Linked DNA regions of Ovis aries: region 1 is linked to region 2. A link is a contact called in public Hi-C data. All regions are on one chromosome and are shown on one strand. The core of a region is the stretch at or near the end of the contact, and the rest is flanking DNA. Distances in the headings are between cores, read along the strand shown. Region 1 holds the start of TRAM1 (translocation associated membrane protein 1). Region 2 holds the start of NCOA2 (nuclear receptor coactivator 2).

Region 1 (5,917 bases), core at 2,975-5,474, 190 kb after region 2:
CTACGCTGTACTTGCTAGAGGAAGGAGTACTACTACACGGACTGGATGCCTTAGAGATAAAGGCAGTTTCTGAATATCTAATCCCACTTCCTTACTGACATATAAAACTAAGTTCTTAAAAAAAAGAAGGAAAGAAAATGGTGGCATTAAGACAAGCCACACTTAAAAATAAAACAAACCTCCAAGTCTGTTCCACGATACTTGGAATTGTAAAGGTCCCCCTAACCTGGCATGGCAAGAACAACTTGGACTCCTGAGTATGTGTAAAGTAACTCCCTTTCAGTAGATCTTCCTCATGGAGACTCTTAACTTCTCTTCTGTATCCTTGCTTTTGGAAAGGTTCTCAAGTATCCTTATATCTTCTAACTATTAAATTTTCCTCACTCCAATATGAAGTCATGAATTATACACCACGATCTGCAGTATGTGGACAGAAACTGACTATACTAAAAAATACATAATTTCAAAATTCACAGCAATTTCTGAGAACACAAAGTTCCTTGTAAATTAACGTCTTCCATTTCCCACAAACAAACTATTGCTTTATCAAAAATGAACGTGCGTGCTCAGTCGTGTCTGACTCTTTGCAACCCCATGGACTGTAGCTCGCTAGGCTCCTATGTCCATGTGATTTTCCAGGCAAGAATACTGGAGTGGGTTGCCATTTTCTAATCCAGGGGAATCTTCCCAAATCAGGGATTGAACCTGAGTCTCCTGTGTATTCTGTATTGGCAGGTTGGTATATACAACTCTTTAGGTGCTGTTAGAACCTTCTCTTGGAGAAGGCAATGGCACCCTACTCCAGTACTCTTGCTTGGAAAATCCCATGGACAGAGGAGCCTGGTAGGCTGCAGTCCATGGGGTCACTGAGTTGGACACGACTGAGCGACTCCACTTTCACTTTTCACTTTCATGCATTGGAGAAGGAAATGGCAACCCACTCCAGTGTTCTTGCCTGGAGAATCCCAGGGATGGGGGAGCCTGGTGGGCTGCCATCTATGGGGTCGCACAGAGTTGGACACGACTGAAGCAACTTAGCAGCAGCAGCAGCAGCAGAACCTTCTCTCACATAAAAAATCCGTCTTCTATTTTTTGACCTTGATAAATACCTAAGGAATAATGAACTATCATTTATGGCATGTCTCCTGTAAGCTAAACTTTCAACTATGAATTATACAAATTAATTTAATTCTCAGAGTAATCCAATGAGCCCTATCTTACAGGAAAGGAAACAAGTTCGAGAAGTTAAATGACATGCCCTAGGTTACCAAGTTAGCAAGCAGTGGAGCCCTACCTAACTCCCTTTAGCTTCAGCATTTACACTGAGTCTTCATTTTGGCTAGTAATACAGTATCTATTATTGCTTTGTCAATTTCACCATAAATCCTCTGACATTTTCTCAATATATTTACACAAAAGGCTAACAGTTCTGTTGCAAAAATATCAACTTCTCTATTATTCTAGCACAGATACCGTCATTCAATAACTACGTTAATGGTGAGATTCATCAGCAATTATTTTGAAAGCAGCAAAACGCACCAGTAAATTTTTTTCCCATGTGTAGATAACATGCTTTTAAATCCTAACACTTTAACATATGGCAAGAAAAAAGTCATGGGACATGCATGAACTTTCTTCTGTATGTTTCTTCAATGTTCTTTTTTGAACTGACTTTAAAAACTTCTATTTAGATCTTTGTTGAGTCTATTTAATTGAGAAATTTTACAGATGTAAAGGTGAAAATCCCTTCACTGTTTAAAAAAAAAAAATCATTGACGTGAGGAAGTTAACAGGTGGTGAACTTCCCTAGAAATGTGGTAAGAGAACAAAAAAAGCTTACATAAAAACAAAGTCAAAACATTTCTTAGTGTCAGCATTTCTGATTTATATTCCATTTCATTCAAAACATTTTGCAGATAATATTACTCCTAAATTATATCTTCAAAGTCAGGAATTTTTACCATGTGGAGATGGGTTATGGCAAGTCTTATAAAACTGTTCAATATGACCAAAGCAGAAGGTATATATATGTAAGTATAATATTCAGAAAGTGAGTACAAGTGTTTAGCATTACATTTTTAATATCGTACATATTCATATAGTACTTTATAACCCATAAGATGCCTTCATACCAGGCTACCTGATCCTTGCAAACAGTGGTGGTGAGAAGAGCACATGTGGTATTTTCTTATACACAGCAGAAAAACTGAGGCTTACCCTTAGGTCATTCAGGTGGTAAGTAGCACAGGCCCAGCCTAAAATAAACTATATGACATATGTTAGTTCCCGTCTACCTTCCCATTTAGGAATACTCACTGCTTCCTTAACTGTGGATTAAGTAGGCAAAAATGACGCTATCAAGATTAAAAAAGAAAAAAAAAAACCCAACTATATCTAGATCCAGAAAAAGCCCATTCGAAGATGAGCAGAAAGTTTGAAAATATTAAGTATTAAAATACTCAACTTCTAATAATAACATTTAAAAGAGCCACACAGGCTCTATTTTAACAATTTAGTCATCTTTTGGTCACTGGCAGTCTCATTCCACTAGTTTTTAAGACTTTTTTTTTTAAATTTAACTACTGTTTATTTAATTTGTGAGTTGGAAGCAGGATTTCTTGTCTTTTACTGGAATCGTTCACACTGAACTGCATATGAAACTCTTTACTGCTCTGTCTATATTTTGCTAACATTTTTATTGGAGCATAGCTGTCTAACAATGTTGTGTTACTTTCTACTGTACTGGTAAAGTGAGTCAACTATACATATACATACATCGCCCTTTTTTGGATTTCCTGCTCACTTAGGTAACCACAGAGCACTGGATAGGGTTCCCTGAGCTACCCAGTAGTCAAGAATTCTTGATGTCACTCATTAAACAAATATTTTGTAAGCACTTCCTAAATGCAGGGATATAGTCTAGGCGCTGGAAATTAAAAAAACAAAACAAAAAAAACCCTGTCCTTTCACTGAGGTTACATTCCAAGAAGGAGACAATAAATAAGTAAAATAATGAGTGTATTTGGTGGGGGCTCAGGAGCTACAGAGAAAAGTTAAAAAGGGAAAGAGGATAAGGAATGGGCGTGTGTTTTGGGGAGCGAGGGGAAGGAAGCCGTAGGATGTTACCCGTTCACCTGGCAAAGTTTATTACCCACATTCAACAGCTGTTAAGTAAGTCATCACGATACGCGCTATGTGGGAAGAGAATTTACACACTCCTGACATTTCCATCCTCTCCTACTTCAAGAAACAAAAAGAAAATTATTCGACTCCTCGGCACTGCTGCTCTGTACCCCGATTTCTGTATCAGACCTTGTTTCTTTAAGGAGAGAGCAAGCGCAGGACGGAAAAAAAAAAAAGTTCGATCACTGCTAACAATACCAGTTGGGGAGACCGAAGTTCTTAACAATTGGGTGGGTGATCCTGCGGCGATCGCTCGCCGCCCCGTGTGGCCACCGCCCTTCCAGCGGGCAGCCGGCGCCCGGCTCCGTCGGTTTGCCCCCCAAACCCCGCGCCGCCGCGGCCGCGGCCCCCGGCTCTCCCCGGCCCCCTGCGGCCTGGCCGGCCGGCCATTCCCCAGCCCGCCCACTGCCCGCAGCCAGCTAGGCGCGCAGGGGCCGCCCCCGCAGCCCGCCGGCCCCTCGCCGGCTGCCACGTAACCCTTCGCGGGAACCAGGAACTGCGCGGCCGGCGGGAGGGGGCGGCGTGCGCGGTGGCCGAGGGGGCGACGCGGCGGCCCCGGCCCCTGCGGGCGGGCGGCGGCCAGGCCCCCGGGGCTCCGCAGCCCCAGGCCAGCGCCGGGCCGGGCGGGCCCGCTCTTTGGGGGGCGAGGGGCCGGCACCTCCCCCCGGCCCCGGCCAGGGTCCCCCCGCGGTCCCGGACCGAGGGGCTGAGCTGGAAGCCCGGGCCGGCGGCGGGGCGGGCGGTTGGGCTCACCTCGAACATGAGCCCCAGCAGGAAGACCATCGCCACACAGGAGACGATGTCCGCGTGATTCTGCAGGACGAATTCGTGGCTCAGGACCGGGGGGTTCTTGCTGCTCTTCTTGCGAATCGCCATGGTGAAGCCACCGCCCGTGCCTGCAGGTGCTCCGCCCCGGCTCCGCTTTCCCAGCTGCTCACCGACTCTCCGCCGCCGCCGCCTCCCTCTGGCTGCTCCTCACAGCCCCGCCGCTGCCGCTCGCTGGGGCTTCACTTCCCATCCCACAGCCAGTACGCAGCCGCCTGGGCCACCCGAAAAAAAAAAAAAAAAAAAAAAAAAAAGCGAGCCCACGGCGGAAGCGAGCATGCGCACTGGGAGGGACGGCGCTCTCTAGTGCCGCGGCCGCTCTTGCGAGCCCACAGCGCCGCCTAGGGACTGGAGGCTGTCCGCCCGCGGCCGGGCTGGTGGAAGGAACCTGAGCGGTGCCCCGCCGGCTCCGCGCCGGGGCGGGGGTTGGGAGTCGTTTGAGGCGCGAGTTCCCTGCGCCCCTTTAACAGGCTGAGTCGGCGCCGAGGTCCGAGGGCGACCACGTGCTACGGCGTGCGCTGCTATAAGCGTTTCCTCCTGCCTTCCTGGCCACACTAGGTTTGGGTGTCAGTGCCTGCTTCCAGGTTGATTGTCTCTTCTTGAAAGCCAGTGCCACCAGCAAGATAATCTTGCTGACTACATGACTACTACAACTTAACTACATCAGGATAGGGCCATTCTTTGGTGTTCGCATTTGCCTTAAAAGTTAACTTCAGAATTATTATTAACACACTTTTTCTTGTTCTTTGTAGCCCTGAGCTAGTTTTTTAAAAAGAACAACTATTTGGTCTCACCTGTCCATTCCCATACCCCAACGATGTCTGAAGAGATCAGCTTGGGTTTACTGGCTTCTTACTTCTTAACAACACTTCTTGGTAATCAATGAGATGGTTTTTTAAAAGTTTATGGATTAAACATGTCCTCCTTTCTCATACTTCTACCCAATATAAGACTTCTGGTACACTTTCTCCCGATGGACTGTGTCACTGTCTACGCATTTGCCAAATCTAGAAATCAAGTCATCCTGGAGTGATCTCTTTCAGCGTCCTTCCATATACAGCCTATTGCCACACCCAGGCCATTCAGTCCCTCTCCCCATATATCACTGCTGCAGCCTCAGGAGGGGACTCATCTCTAGCCTGCAATATTACAACTCTGGTGAATCCCTTAATGGTTTAAGAACATGGGTTTTAAAATCAGAATTCTGATCACCTGTATGATCATGGACAAGTTACTTCATCTCCATGAAACTCAATTCCTCATTTATTTAGGTATTCAAAAATTTTATTGGTTATCTACTCTATGCTAAGCACTGAGGATCAAGAACTGAAGGAAAAATACAGTTTTTCTATTCTTACAGGCTTTCATTCTAGTATGTGAAGAGGGTCTTTACACAAGATTTAAAAAGTGAAACATATCTTAAATTGAGATGAGAGTTCTGGAGAAAAAGAAAGGGGACTAGGGAAAATGGGAAATTACATTTGCCTGATAAAGAGGTGAGGGAGCAGACCATGTGGATATCATCAATAAAAAAGAATTGTACCTATTTTGGCAATTAAATGAGATGATTCAAAGAAAGTGCTTAGTAGAGAGTTAGGTATGAATGTTAACTATTATTATTTTCCTACTTTCTGATCAAACAATTACTGGTTTCCAGTTCAGTTCAGTTCTGTCGCTCAGTCATGTCTGACTCTTTGCGACCCCATGAATCGCAGCACACCAGGCCTCCCTGTCCATCACCAACTCCCGGAGTTCACTCAAACTCACGTCCATCGAGTCGGTGATGCCATCCAGCCATCTCATCCTCTGTCGTCCCCTTCTCCTCCTGCCCCCAATCCCTCCCAGCATCAGAGACTTTTCCAATGAGTCAACTCTTTGCATGAGGTGGCCAAAGTACTGGAGTTTCAGC
Region 2 (6,443 bases), core at 2,461-4,960:
ATTCTGAACGTTGTTTAATTTATAATTCTCCCTACTTCTGGCAGCTAAATGTTTTATTTTATAGTCACAGTTTTTACTACTGTATCACTAAAACAACACCTCAAGGGCTACAACAAAATGTGATTAATTTTTGTCTTCATGAACACTTATAATTATACTGGATTGGAAATTCACATTATGAATCTGAAAACGGTCTATTACACAGAGCACATTGATAAAGTGTGGTAAACACTGTTCCCTAAAAACCCTAAATCCCCTAAAAAGGTCCTTAAATCTTTCTTAGTAACACCAAATTATTAAAAGCCTGAGAAAGCAGTATACATAAGTAATCATGCACATAAATGCCTCAAAAAGAAAAAAAAAAGTCCCAAGATTAAATTCATGGGATACTTATCACAAAATGAATAGATGCATTCTCAAGTTAACATTACTCATCTTTCGAACTCCCAAAGATTCTACAAATTCCAGTTGGGAAAAGGAGTCTTGCTGCTGTCAGTGTGCACTAACCTCCCCAACAAAGAGTAGCACAAGCGTCGCGGGAGCGCACACACACACGCGTGCACACACACACACACACACACAAAGCATAGCAGCAGCAGCTGCTGTCTTTTTAAAAGACTGCTATTCCTGCAGAGCAACCTATGATCTTTACAAAGAACCAAAGACCTACCCTCCCATTCTGAAAAGTTAAAGAGTTGTGTAAGTCACTAGACTGCACCCAACAGTGTAAAACAACCAAAGATGTCTCCTAACCTTGCAAACACCAAAAAAGTACCCACACACTGAACCATTCACTAGTGTTTAAGCAAACTAATTTATTTTTAAGAATCTTTTGTGTGGGAGTAATCTGGCAAACTACATTTATTCACTTTTTTTCTGTAGACAAATATTCTTTGACTGGCTTGCTCCTTAAATATCAACGCTTTAGGTTGCAAACAGTGATGCTTTGGTTCTTAACTTCATGTTGTTTACTCAAGAGAAAAAAAAAATGCATACCATAAACTACAACTTTTTTTTTAATGTCATCCCAACGCCGAACTTCCAAATGCACTTTGGAAACTGGCGCTCTAATTAATCAAGGAACCAGTGAAGCCATTACAAACAATGATGCTTAACACTCCCAATAATCAATTAACGTGAAGCTTTCCCGATGCCCTCGTTTTCAGAACAGCCTTTCAAATTTCATTGTCTCCACACTGGAGTAGCTATGTGAAACTGAGACAGAGGTAAACAGATAACTCCTAGGATCCTTAGCACGTAAACCGAGCGCTGAGGTTCGGAACGCGATCACTACAATATATGCCATTTTAGAAACGGGCCTCGGACAGTTACTGCCACATCCTAAGTGCCTTTAGACTTCGTTGTGTCTAAGAGAACGTCTCTGGTGGTACCAAAGCAATACAGTATCTCGTGCAATCTGCGTGCCTCCCCCGGTCGGAGCCCCTGTAAGTGACACTACCCCACAGATCTAGAAGTGGGTGACCAAGGATGTACAAGAGTGGATAGCTCTTGGCGTCTCCATGACTCCCCCGCCCCGCCTGCAACTCCGCTCCAACTGGTCCGGAAGAAGCCCCGCCCCCTTCCTTCCTCCGGTCCCCGCGATTGGCTTACCGACACCCGGCAGGTCAATTCCCCGCCTTCGACTGGCTCACTGCCCCATCAGTCACACGCAGCGAGATTCGGGTCGGTGGGAGGGGAAGGCAGTGGAGGAGGTGGAGTGGGAGTGGGATTAGAGGACGAGGTGACGGAGGAGGATGTTCAGGCTCGGTCCCCGGTTTAGGAAAGTTTCCCCTACGAGTGACAGACCCCGACGGCGTTAGGCCCGGTCCCGCTCCGAGCCGGTGCAGGACGCTCGGGTCCCTGATTCCCGCCCCTCGGTCCCGCAGGCCCCGGAAACCACTAGGGGGAGGGGGAAGAGGGAGGGGCCAGCTAACCAGGGACCGACCCACCCCCGATCTCGGAAGAGGCGCCTCCGGGACTCCCCGGAGGGGCGGGGGGCAGGGAGCGCCGGCGCGCCGCGACGACCCCCGGCCCCCTCCCCCAGCAGCCCCCAGAGGCCCGAGAGAGCAGTGTCCCCGGGCCCGGGGCGTGACCGTCGCGAGCCGGCTGGGAGGGCCCCTCCCGCTTCCCGCCGGGGGCCCTGAGGGCCTGTCCCTTCAGGGGCGGGGAGATGGGGGAGCGAAGAGGGGGCGCTGGCGAGCCAACCCGGAACCTCCCGGCCCGCCTCCCGCCCCCAGCCCCGGCCCCTGCGCGCCTCCTGCACACACGCCCGCACCCAGAAAGTTAAGTCAGGGGCGAGCCCGGCTCGGCGCCGCCGCGCTCCGGCCCCCCGGCTCCCCGCCCCCACCGCGGCCCGGCCTGCTCGGCCCGAGCGCGCCGCTTGCCCCGCCCGCCGTAGCTCCTTCCCGTCCGCGCACGGCGCCCCTCGCCCCCAGCCCCCGGCGCTGACACGGGCCGGGCCCGGCCGCCGGGCCGCGGATCCCCTCTCCTCCCGACGTCTCACCCCGCCAGCCGCCCCTGACAAGGCGTTTCACCTTCACACACCCCCGAGCACTTCCCGAGTCCTGCCACCCCTCGCCCGGCTCCCACCCTGCGCTGCAGTCGCTCCGCGTTTCCATGAAAGAATGCACCTTCTCTGGCTTCACCTTCCCGTCTCTGCCTCGCGCCCCCCGAGGGCGCAGGAGACGCGCTCCCCGCCGACCCGCACCGGGCAGGGGCGGCGGGCGCCGGAGCTCCTCCGGCGGGGGCCGCACCCGCGCCCCCGGCCTCCGCCGCGCCTCGGCTCTCACCTCTTGGCCGGCGCCGCGGGCTGCAGCCTCCGCCCGCCTCGCGCTCCGGGACTCGTCTCCCGAGCTCTCGCAAAGCGCTGGAGCGCCTCCTTTCTCTCCCAGGGACTCCGCGTCTCCCCGCCGCTTCCCGCCCTCCCCACCCCTCCCCACCCCCACCCCCCAAGTCCTAACTCCCCAGCTTCACGGCGCCTCTCCGGGGTTGCAACTCCCGTTTTCCGCGCACCGGGGCAGCGGTTCTCCATACACAAAACGGCGGCGCGCGGCTCTGCCCGGCTCGGCGCAGGAAGGACGATCGCGGCCGGGGGGTGGGGACGCGGCGCCCCCCGCCCGTCCGCCGCCCGCCGCCCGCCTCCAGCCCGCCCTCGCGGCCCCCAGGGAAGGAGCGGTTACCGGCTCGGGTCGGTCACGCCGTCAGGTGCCGGCTGCCGTCGGCGCTGACCTTCGCCGCCGAAGCCGTGGCTGAGGCTGCGGCCGCCATGTTCCCGTGTTAATAACTGCTGCCTGCTTGTTTATTTCAATGGAGATCCTCCCCCAACTCCCTCCTCCGCCTCCTCCACCTCCTCCTCCTCCTCCTCCGCGTCTCCGCACTTGCCTAGAGACACAGACCGCGCGAGCTCGCGATCAGGGGAGGGGGCTCGGGAGTCAGGCAGTCCCTCCCTCCGCCTCCCGGGCCGTGGCCGCAGCAGAGTCCTGTCACTGGGGAAAGGACGGGGCGGAAACTTGCGTCCCGCGCCCCCGAGGAGGGGGCAAAGGTGGACGGAGGGTTCTCCCGGGAGCCGACCCTGGCCGCGGACTCTGCAGCATCTCCGTCGGCGGAGTCCTCTTAAGAAGACGACCCGGGGAGAGGTGAAGAGTGAGGAGAGAAGGGAGCGGGGACAAAATGGGTGACGGTGGTAGCAGGGAGGGTGACCTATGGGTGACTGGAAGCGAGGGGAGAGTAAACAGATGACTCCATGGGAGGGCAAAGGGCAAGTGCCAAAAAAGAAAGCGAGCGTATGGGACCGGCCGGGGCTGCAGAGTGGAGGCAGTGGGATCTTGAGGTTGCAGACGGCCAGGCAGATGCCCCCGCACGAAGATGGGGAGAACGCAGTGCCAGATTCGCCCCGGGAGGAGCCACCCGTCGGCACTCCGCCGGCGCCCCCTCGAGCAGCAGCCGGCACCCCTAGGGCGCACCTCGCACGCCCGCGTCTGCTGCTGCGCCCTGGAGGCGCCCGTTGTCCATCAGCTCTCCCCTGGCTCCAGAGAGAATTGGCTGCTTCTTGGCGGTCGCCTCTGAAGAGGGGATGGAGGGGCGCGACCGTGCGAGGAGAGCTTAAAAGGGTGCCACCCAGCAATTGCATGATAAAGCAAAAGTGCACACAGTGTAAATAGCCTGACCTGGTTGAGCATTCTCGTCACGACCTGAGTCACAAAAGTTTTTTTTTTTAATTGAAAAAGTCCACTTTCTAGACAGAAAGTGATGTTGGGGGGACGCGGGAGAGTTGCACTGAAGATTCAGAGAGAACCCTTGTAAAACTCACTCGGATCAGCTTTCTGCCTTGGAAAAGCAAGTTCTTCCCAACCTAGATACACTTAGAAAAAAAAACATTTGATGAACAGGTTTCCTTATTTTTAGTCTTAAAATAAGAAAGGTCGCTTCCCATGGACAATAACAGTGTTTATTGAACACATACTTAGGTGTTCAGTCACTGGACCAAGTGATTTCTAGATTTCGATTCTCAAACCTTACAAAGTTTTTATCCTTCACACAAAAAATGAAGTTGAAAGAAGTTTGAAGAAGTTGTAGGGTAATAGAGCCAGGAAGTTGGAGAGGATTTGAGCCCGGTTCTATCCGAATCCAGAGCCCACACTTTTAATGGTGACTTCAACCTCATCAACCTCAAATTTGTGGGAGTAACAAATTTTCTTTGGGGAAATAAAAATATGTATGTATGTATGTGTGTGTGTGTTTGACTATGGTAGAAAATGTTTCCAAGCGCTGGAGAGTATGAGTGGGTGTATAGTGGAATAGTAATTCCACTTTTTTTATATACTATAATGTTTGAAATGTTTGCAGTCACCATGTATTAATTTCATAAATTTTATAGGTTATTTTAATTACATGGCATAACAGAATTAGATTTCTTGAAATCCCAAAGTTCTCAAAAACCGGGAGGAAATGGAAAGGGGTTTTTTTAAGACCTGTGTTCTTCCACAAATGCTTGTCCAGTGTATTCCTACAATGAGGTAGTAATCGCCTGAGGTCTGTCACATTGCTGGCCTCCAATTTCCTTTCTTGTCCTCACCTCCAGCTCTGAGTTGTGATAAAGGAAAGATTCTCCTTCTGGCTTTCTAGCGCTCCTTTTTTCTGGCAGAGGTCCAGAATTCATCATCCTCTGGAACAGATTTCACACTCAAAAACCACCCATGATATCTATACAAATAAATGATTCCCCATTGTATTTCCATATTACTCAATAAAACTTACTCATGATGCCTAACTGTTTCTACAAAAATAAAACAAACAAAAAAACCTGACAGCATAATGAGTTCCATCTCCAGCTGCTAATCAGTTGCTTCCAACCTTGGAATTCTATAACTTCTACTCTCTAGTACAGCCTCTGGGCTCCCTCAACACTTCACGCCATAGTTATAACAATATTCTGTCTTGTACTGCAGTTGTTTATATATTTGTCTTTCACTAGATCATAAGCTCTTCGGGACCCATGTCTTGTTTTTACATGCTGCGGCTCCTAACTTATTTAATATTAACTGTTTATGTGAATCTATAAAATGTAAATGACATTATCTGATCAGTCTTCATGTTCACTTCCCCAACTCACCCTCCAATACCTTGCTCTTAAAACATATTTATGAAAAATGTTTTCAGTATTTTTGAAGAACTTAGATTTTTGCAAGACCTCAGAATAATTGTTTAGTAAAACCAGCCATAATTATTGGTGAATTATTGTGTGATAAGGTAAGATGAAAAGGAAGAAAAGTAAATAAATTGACTTAGTTATTCAGTCAAAGAAAAAAATGAAAGCAAAGATATAGGAACTGGATATATTACCAACAGAGAACAACCCAATAAGGGAAAAAATGTGGGTGCAAATCGGAAAGGGGAAGGAAATTATTGAAATTTAGTAGAAGCAGAAACAACACACCATGGATAGATGAGGCAAGTAGACACAGCAAAAAGAAATGTCAGCCAAATCACAAATGCAGCTTAATAAAGAAAAATGATAATTTATATAGTTAACAATACACCCAAGAAAATCAGAACAATGTGAATACTATAGAACAAGAAATTCTATATTGTCTGCCTTCTCTTCCTCATTCAACTTCAAATTACTTCCTTCATAGATAAGCTATATAAAAATCAGAAGATTCATTGTGATTTTTGTATTATTACTACTAGCATGCTTCATGATATAATAAGAGGTAATATGAGTGCCAAATATTGATGCTTTTGAACTGTGGTGTTGGAGAAGACTCTTGAGAGTCCCTTGGACTGCAAGGAGATCCAACCACCAGTCCATCCTAAAGGAGATCAGGCCTGAGTGTTCATTGGAAGGACTGATGCTGAAGCTGAAACTCCAATACTTTGGCCACCTCATGTGAAGAGTTGACTCATTGGAAAAGACCCTGATGCTGGGAGGGATTGGGGGCAGG

Evidence for each region. Hi-C and Micro-C count contacts between places; a contact is called where the count stands out from the background.
Region 1: a contact with region 2 is called in a Hi-C map of tail adipose tissue, with 2.9 times the contacts expected there. The contact joins the promoter of TRAM1 here to the promoter of NCOA2 in region 2. A contact is called at or near these places in 2 of 16 Hi-C or Micro-C datasets (hypothalamus and tail adipose tissue).

The regions. Positions count from the first base shown.
Region 1 is chr9:47,265,737-47,271,653 of ARS-UI_Ramb_v3.0, forward strand. It overlaps TRAM1 (translocation associated membrane protein 1), which reads right to left and starts at 4,225. Exons shown (of 10, transcript XM_060393792.1): 1 at 3,937-4,225. The coding sequence starts at 4,059.
Region 2 is chr9:47,079,123-47,085,565 of ARS-UI_Ramb_v3.0, forward strand. It overlaps NCOA2 (nuclear receptor coactivator 2), which reads right to left and starts at 3,711. Exons shown (of 22, transcript XM_060393789.1): 1 at 3,382-3,711.